Linked DNA regions of Oncorhynchus mykiss: region 1 is linked to region 2. Evidence: chromatin contacts called from public Hi-C data. All regions are on one chromosome and are shown on one strand. Each heading gives the region's core, a stretch centred on a gene start, on an enhancer-like site or on the middle of the called end of the contact. The rest is flanking DNA. Distances are from core to core; before and after follow the strand shown. Region 1 holds the start of LOC110489575 (NADH dehydrogenase [ubiquinone] 1 beta subcomplex subunit 4). Region 2 holds the start of LOC110489569 (T-complex protein 1 subunit epsilon).

Region 1 (4,016 bases), core at 513-3,012, 200 kb before region 2:
TTTACAATGGAAGTCTGCAATGAGCAAACTCAGTAGGCGAGCTTGAACTTGCGGTCGTAGGTCCCAGCTTTGATCTGCTCCTCCTTCTTGTCCTGCGGGGGGGGGGGGGGGGGGGTTAATGAGGTTACGATGGCAGAGCGAAAGCATTGTCACCTAAGCCAGGGTTTCCCAAACTCATTTCTGCTCTGGTTTTTGCCCTAGCACTACACAGCTGTTTTAAATAATCAAAGCTTGATAATGAGTTATTTGACTCAGCTGTGTAGTGCTTAGCTAAAACCAAAAAGACTGCGTTTGGGAAGCCCTGCTCTAAGCAACCTCTTGGTGGCGTGTTTATAACAGTGTGAGCCTCAGTACCCAGGTCTGTGACAGCTCTCTGATTCAGAGAGAGGATCTTAGTCTACATGGCACCACCATTGTTATGTCACAAAGAATGGTGGCGGAGTAGAAGATGAACTTCGAACACATGCTAGGCTTCGCCCTGACTTAAATATTTGGCAGAAATCTTGAAACTATTATGGAGTCAGACAAAGCTTCAAAGTGTGTTTGCTTCCAATAATGCAAAAATTATAATTTCACCATGTTGATGAGCTAAGATGAATTTACTGTCTCTGAGGGCTCATACTCCAATCACTTCTGTATTAGACAGCCAATGTGTCTGTTCAATGGATGACTTTAGTGGGCACAGTCTGGTGGCCCTGTACAAGTTTGCCTTCATAATATAGGTAGGAACACTTTCCTAATATTGAGTTGCTTACGGTTAAGTCATGTTAAAAAATAAAAAAAACCTAAGTGGTAGATCTCATTTTGTATTTTGACTCAGTGATCTTGACCACTGGTGTAAAGGCTAGGGTGTATTTGGAACAGACCCCTAATGTCAGGGAACAAGTAGGTTAAGGGTTGGTGTCATCTCATCCATACCCTGTCCGTCTTCAGAACGTAGTACAGGACGAAGAGGGGAACCACTCCAAAGAGCCCACCTAGCAGCGACGTCTTCTTGGTGGCTCTGAAGTGGTTGTAGGGGTTGGTGCGTGCATACACCCAGCGTGTCAAGGCAGGGTCTTCCTTGAAGCACAAAAAACAGCACGTCAATAATGATGGCCATTCTTTGAGAGTGGGTGCCAGTCTTATTGCAGTCAACTACTATCGTGGTAAAAACGGTTGAATTCAGAAACAGTCATGTTCCCCCAGAATACAATTAACTGAATACAACAATCCATCACAAATTCGTTTAAATAGCAAACTTATTCCGAAATAGTAACACCAAAGTCACATCAACAAAAGTAACGTTAGTTAGCAAACACCATCAATAGCATTACCTCTGGGTGAACTGTGGGTCTGACATTCGCAAGCTAGCTAGCGTTAGCATGTTAGCTCACTCTACTTACAATAAGCTCTTTTCTGTGCGGGTTGTTTAGCTGCATCTGATATTGTCTCTTCAGCTGGGCCCTTAAACCAGCCCTCTCCTCCTCGGCACGTCTCTGGTCCAGCGAAAGGTTGAAATATTCAGCTGGGTCCAACGTTTTTGGCCGAGTGGCCAAGGGCGCTTCGCGGTAGTCCGCCATGTTTGTGAGTAGAGACCAATGACCGTAGAGACAGACAACGAGATTAGATTACCACAAAGTATCGCGTTCTCTTCCAGCAGCGGAGTTTTCAATGGCAACACAAAGCATTCCACACGAATCTGGGGGGGTTAGTGGGGGTTGTCAAATTTTGAGTTGAACGTTTTTTTTCCAGAATTCCCAGTTGTCTTGAACTCACTGAAGTCAAGTTTTCGCAGTTACGAGTCAGCAATTGTTTTGAGCGTGGCACAAATCATGCTTCATTGACAGCATGGCCAATGTTGAATGTTTATCATTTTAAACTTGTTAGACACTTAATCCCAGATTTTGGACCACACGGCCCCTCCACTGAATGGCAGGCTAGTGATTGCTTTACAATGCTTGCAGTTAGCCACTTGTCACTGATTCCTTCCAAACCACTCATTGTTGAATTTGCAACTTGTTGTGTAATGTTTGTCCAATGGCCGATGAGCACCGATACATTTTATCTATAATTTCTCATTATTTCTCTTCATATGACAAGGATTAAAAAGGATTTGCCAGAAAATTGTCAACTTGATTCATGATGATTACTCCTAGCTAAGATTTTGAAAGTATGATGTTGACATGATCAGTCCAATCAAAGCTACTGCAGATATAACATAACAAGCCAGGCTGAAACACCTGCATTTTTGTAGATATAACATAACAAGCCAGGCTGAAACACCTGCATTTTTGTAGATATAACATAACAAGCCAGGCTGAAACACCTGCATTTTTGTAGATATAACATAACAAGCCAGGCTGAAACACCTGCATTTTTGTAGATATAACATAACAAGCCAGGCTGAAACACCTGCATTTTTGTAGATATAACATAACAAGCCAGGCTGAAACACCTGCATTTTTGGAGCTTATTTACTCAAGAAAGCAAAAAGAGACCATGTTTGTATGCAGCTTTATTAACTCAATTACTATTATTTTTTTGACATTGTTTGCAAATTGATACTGTATGTGACATGTATTAATGCCAAAATAACATGCAAAACAGGTAAGCCCCACCCGAAGTGGTCAATGACTTTCCACCCAACTTCCTTATCAGCATGGGCATGTCCAAAACGATGAACTGCTTTCAAACGGAGTGGAATGAGATGGTGCACAAATGTCTGTTTAATGCAGAGGATGTGGGGCTAGGTTCCAGATGTGTACACTCAAAAACATTTTATTACAGCGAGATGAAAAACAGAGGGAGAATAGACAAACAGCCTCAGCAGCGGGACAAGCTCCAAAAAGTCAGAGATTTCCACCGTCTCCAGTACAGGTGAGTGGGCCAGGAGAAGAAAAGACTGAAGATATTAGAAAGCTGAAGACACAAGGTAAGATGTGATGAATATCCTGCTCACCCTTTATGTATCAAGGCATTTTATATCCCTAATAGTAACTCAAACTACTAAATGTATGATCAAGTTACTGTTTACTTTTTTCACAATAAAACATCTCTTGGCCCACACCCTGCTTGTCAGCTACCTGGCTCTACACACAAGCAAACTAGTGGTTGCCTCAGCTGGTGACGACCAGCTCTGTAGGCTTCCTGAAGGAGAGCTGATTTGTAGAGGCCAGGGCACAGCGAGGGCTCTCTGGGGTTAACTTCCACCCTGACAGGGCTAAGCTAGGGGCCACTGGTGGGACTCCAGGTTCCAGATATGGGACCTTTCTGAGGGCCGCTGTGTGCTGACCCCAGAGAGCCACTAGGGGCTGCTCCTTCCATTCCGGTGGAGACTTTGTGGCCTCCTGCTCCCTTGATGACACAGTTTGTTAGGAAATAAATATTTCCTGTTCTTCTACCAAACTTGGCACACACATGCTGACTGTGTTGAGGTAATGTGTGCCATCATATTTGTAGACATGATGATTATCCATATTATAATGGTGTGGGACCTGCAGAGAGGTGCCGCTACAGTCACACTGGTTCTATCAACAGTGTAGTTCCTCCCCTAGCCTGCCCACCTCCTCGGCTGAAGACTGTCCTTGTGGGACACTCGAACCGCCATGTGCCTAGACATTCTACGGCTTCCGCAGCTCCATCAACCACATCTCACTCAGCTCCACTGGTGACCTCATCACGTACTACAATTCCCATGACTGTCATGCTGTGGGATGTCAGCAGACGTGTTCACTATGGAGACGGGGACGCAGCCTAGCAACTGGATGGCTTTCTGCCCCGTCGGGCCGGATGCTGGCAGTCGTTGGGGACGAGGTGAGGGTGGTAGATTGGACGTGACCGCAAGTGGCGTGTGTGCTGAAGCACGAGGACCTGGTGCAGTGTTTTTTTTGTACCACAAGGGGGGGACCAACAGTCAGGGGTACCTGACAGATGTGTGTGGTCGTAATGGATAAGATTCATAAGAGTTAAAAAAAAAGTTGCAATGCATATTATGCTTAAGTGTGTATTTCTATAAATTCAATGAACAGGCAAGC
Region 2 (4,639 bases), core at 2,075-4,574:
GCGTGTCTCACCTCGATCTCAGGCCCCCCGACCCAGCGGATGGCGGGCAGCTCATTCTGCAGCAGCAGGTGGTTAGCCTCGTCGTCGAAGCCCCACTGGCAGATGGCCAGGTTAGCGCCAGTATCCTTGATCTGGAAGAGGTTACAATGACATATTTTCACTTTTATTTATGACATTCAGTTAGTTTAGATTATATTTAATTAAACGAGGGTCCTTCATATACACATCTTCCAGTTAGTATGTTCCTGTCATTCAGTCAGCCTATCTCTACAACACAGCTGCTAAAGGTAAGTTATAAAAAGGTTGTGTGACTGACCTGTTTGATCATCTCCAGGAACTTGTCCTTCTCGTACTTCTGCAGGGCCTTGTATTCCTCCACACAGGTCACGTCCAGCTTGTGCTTGGTCTTGGGCTTAGGGGGCTCAAACGGGCAGGTCAGGATGGCCATCTTTGTGTCTTTCAGGAGCTGAGGGGAGAAGGAGTAAAGGAGATGGTTGTAGAAGATAAACTGGATGATTTACCTTGCTAAATACAAAAGGGAGTGCTTCAGACTTGGATGGGCTAAAATAATTGTTCCTAGGCCGTCATTGAAAATAAAGAATGTGTTCTTAACTGACCTGCCTAGTTAAATAAAGGTAAAATAAAATGTAAAAAATAAAATCTACAGAAATTGTCAGCTCTCTCACAAGCCCCATGTAAGACGAAGATCCTAGATGAGAGGTGAGAGAGCCGTGGTGCTGTATCCCCTGTCAATGTCAGACCACTCCACAGGGGACAGAGTGTCTGGTGTAAGGGAGGGGAAGAGGAGTAACACACTGCATCCTAGGTTTACATCGGAGGTGACAGCATAGGCGTGCTAACACTATGGCTGAGGCACCGCTGCCGTCTTGTTGTGTACCTTGGGCATCTGAGGGTGGCTGAACTCCTTGTCTATGATGACTCCCTTGATGAGCTGGGTGTCCTCCAGTTTGCCTCCCACCTTGCCCTCCATCTTGATCAGCTCAAAGTCCACGTCCTTACGGTTCATGTCCGCCACCGTTAGGACGGCGTTCACCGCGATCTCCGCCATCTGTCTGTGGCAGCGGTTGATCCTGAAAGAAGGAAGATGGGGAGAGAAATGTGTTTGAGACCTAATGAAACCAACAGTCAGGTTCATAAATTATACACGTATGCCATCACATCTGGGCCAAACCAATTTGTGCAAAGAGCTCAAAACGCTACACCACGTTGCCATGCCAATAGCTAGCTGGACCATAACTGACATTTCTGAAAGTTGTCATGAAAACCACACACACAAAAAAAAAGCACCAACTTCCAGTGAAACTCACACTTTGGAACCTAGTGTGGTCATGGCGGTCTGGATGAGCGGCTCTGTGTTGCTGGGGTCGTAAGGAAAAGTCTCGCTAATCTTGTCCAGCTGCGCGATGGCAATCTTGGCAGCCTGGTCGTAACCGTCAGAGATACGGATGGGGTGGATGCCCCTGTCCAGCAGCTGCTCTGCCTCCTCCAGGAGAGCACCAGCCAGCACTGGAGAGGGAGGAGGGGGAGTTTGTTTGGATGAGTGTACCAATATGATTCTGCATTGATTAACAATTGTATCATAGAAAGAATTGCAGGTAATGTGCATGGCCTTCAGAAATTGTCAGCTCTCTCACAAGCCCCATGTAAGACAAAGATCCTAGATGAGAGGTGAGAGAGCCGTGGTGCTGTATCCCCTGTCAATGTCAGACCACTCCACTGGGGACAGAGTGACTGTTGTAAGGGAGGGGAAGAGGAGCACTCTGCAATTTTAATCCTATGTCTGGATTGGCAGAAAAAAAACGTAACCAGGAGTAGTCTACCATCCAATGTTTTTTTTTTTTAACTAGACAAGTCAGTTAAGATCAAATTCTTATTTACAATGACAGCCTACTAACAGGGTAGAGATGCAATAGACCCCAATTGTTTAATTAATAAGCTAATGAGTCAAAGATCAATCTGGGAGACTCAAATATATAGGGGACCATACCAACGACTCCGGTGGTCCCGTCTCCGATCTCGTCGTCCTGAGACTTGGAGAGCTCCACCATGAGCTTGGCGATCTGGTGGTCCACATCCATCATGCTGAGGATGGTGGCTCCGTCGTTGGTGACAGTCACCTCCCCATCCCTGTCAACCATCATCTTGTCAAGGCCTAATGAAAGAGGAAAAGTGAAGGTGGGAGGTTAAATGTACTTCCAAGATGAATGTGTAGCCGTAGGTAGCTGTTACTGTGTTAAGTAACCAGAGTTGTAGAGCACACAAAAATACTAGCAGTGGCTTTATCACAGCGCTGTGAATGAATAAGCTTCGGTGTGGCTGTTTGGGTTTACCGTTTGGTCCTAGTGACGTCCTCAGCGTCGAGGCAACCGCCTTTGCTGCCATGATGTGAGACTGCAAAACACAAAAGCAAATCTGGTGGATTTCTTCACTGCGGCTGAGGGAGGGATGCTGCGGGAATGATCAACTAGGTAGATGGCCAAGTCCGTGCAAATTAATATTTGACAACTTGACGTTGGTCAAACTCTCAGTCAAGAAGCAACTGACAAACCTTTCATCTAGATTAGACCGCTAACTGTGGCTAAGCTACTTAGCTAGCGAACTAGTTAACGTTAGCTGCATGACAGCATACGCACGTTCAGCAAAACCAAACTATGAATTGCACTTTATTTATTATTCATCATAACTAAGTGAGAAAACACATAACGTATGATAACATTAACTAGTTAAATGATTCCATTGTTTATTTGACAACCAGCCGCGACTCACTGGCCTCTTCAGAAAATAAGCACATGGGCAGACTTAGCATGCCGTAGCTAATCGGCTAACTAGCTAACTTGTACAACATAAATTAAAGATACCATTTGATTGGCTCAGAATGTTAACTATAAATCCATAACAACTAAACGTACTTGTTAGCCAACTAAACTAAGTGGGTCTGAAGTTGCAAAGTGTTTTGCAAATGTGGCTTGGTAAGATGCTGAACCATTAATGAAGTGCCATGCTAGCTAACGGGACCTGCTAAATCCATTGTACCTTCAGTGCATCAAGGCCCGATAAGCGAGTCTTCTTATCCTGGTCTTTGATGATGATGAACGGCCGTCCATACTCATCGAACGCGAGCTGCCCCATAGCGGACATTTTGGGCTGAAAGACGGCGACACTTCAGAAGTGTCCAATGGCTGAAATTCAGACTATTATCGGTGAAAAAGTGGAGTGTTGCTGAGCACTTGGTCGCACGGGTCTGCCGGCGACTTCTGGAAGGATCTCAGGGCGGGGAGGGCGAGACAAAGTGGGGAGGGGGATGTTGATTAGATGTTTTTTTTTTTTACTATATTATGAACATAGATTTCAGTTGCCTTTTATACAATTAACGGTTTGAGAGAGATGTTGTGCATATAATGTTTTAATTTACTTTATTTTCCAAATCCCTCCTATTATCCCGTAGTTATTCCAGTCTCGCGATTCTATCACTCTAATCTCGCGGTGTAGTCGAGACGTCTTTGGTGCTAAAGTTGAAAAGTGTGTTGAAAATATTGTATCAAGGAGTTTAAAACTCCGTAACTGTATTTGTTTTATAATGTTTTGGGGTGAATACGTATATATTTTTAGCAAACTATCAGACAGCTAATTTTGCAGTTTCACTGGTATCGTCAAGCTCTTTCCCAGCTAGAGTAAATTGTCCAGAAAAGTGAAATCAATATGTGGCTTGTGAGCTAACGTTAGTTAGTGCCATTTTTGTCTGTCAGTTCCACCAAATAAATTATATCGGACTCCACCACTGAGTTTAGTAGCTGGTCAGTGTCCGGAGCTGGAAGACTGGCACTCAGGAGTTTTAACAGCTATCTTGCCTGTCAGTCCTGATAAGCAGAGAGATGTTCTCCAAAAGCATCCTCATATCAGAGAAAAGCAGTTCGTGTTATGTTAACCGTTAGATAAATAAATGGACACAAATCCACGTGCATTAGGACAGCCTGTTCCTTCCTGGTGTATGTCGTGCGTCACAAGTGACGTAACTTCTGGGTAGGATTTGTACAGTGCTGAACGTGTTCAAAGGTTTATACAATGTTACGAAAGGAATTCCACTGGGATCTGCTACGAGCTCTTCAACTTTCCGATCGTGTAGGTAAGACGCATGAAATGTACTCAGTCCTGGATGATCTATTATGGAATTCAGTTTTACTTGGCTCTGTTTTTAATCTGTTGTCGAGTTGAAATGGACGGATCAGTGTCAGTACGGATGATGCTTCTCAGTTTCTGCACAATGTTCCTATTGTCATCAACAAAACAATGTTGCCACAACAATTTATAGATTTGCTTGCAATAACGTAAAGTTTCACTGACTTTTGTTGTTTCCACTTGTCCAGCAGAATGCCTTGTGAGTTAAAGCCTCGGTTCCTGGTTCTGTACGGGTCTCAGAAAGGCCAGGCCCAGTCCATAGCCGAGGGGATAGCTGACGAGGCCGAGGAGAGGGGACTGTTTGCTGATATCTGCTGCTTGAGTGAAGGACACAAGGTAAAGTTATCAAAGACAAAATAGTGTCAACCTGCCCTTCATGGCATGCATTCCAATGCAGGCACAACACCTACAATGGGAAACATCGCCAACAATCGATCTGCTA

The links. A called contact is a pair of places that touch in the nucleus more often than the background predicts.
Region 1: a Hi-C map of liver shows a contact between it and region 2, with 4 times the contacts expected there. The contact joins the promoter of LOC110489575 here to the promoter of LOC110489569 in region 2. A contact is called at or near these places in 2 of 3 Hi-C or Micro-C datasets (blood and liver).

The regions. Positions count from the first base shown.
Region 1 is chr15:10,441,401-10,445,416 of USDA_OmykA_1.1, reverse strand. It overlaps LOC110489575 (NADH dehydrogenase [ubiquinone] 1 beta subcomplex subunit 4), which reads right to left and starts at 1,762. Exons shown (of 3, transcript XM_021562305.2): 1 at 1,386-1,762; 2 at 919-1,062; 3 at 1-92. The coding sequence starts at 1,562. The coding sequence ends at 30.
Region 2 is chr15:10,245,916-10,250,554 of USDA_OmykA_1.1, reverse strand. It overlaps LOC110489569 (T-complex protein 1 subunit epsilon), which reads right to left and starts at 3,324. Exons shown (of 11, transcript XM_021562300.2): 1 at 3,055-3,324; 2 at 2,352-2,412; 3 at 2,009-2,173; 4 at 1,329-1,527; 5 at 899-1,091; 6 at 317-466; 7 at 12-131. The coding sequence starts at 3,159. LOC110489568 (methionine synthase reductase) reads left to right here and starts at 3,995. Exons shown (of 15, transcript XM_021562295.2): 1 at 3,995-4,144; 2 at 4,386-4,533. The coding sequence starts at 4,390. LOC118938971 (a small nucleolar RNA gene) reads right to left here and starts at 1,772; the gene lies at 1,639-1,772. LOC118938970 (a small nucleolar RNA gene) reads right to left here and starts at 803; the gene lies at 670-803.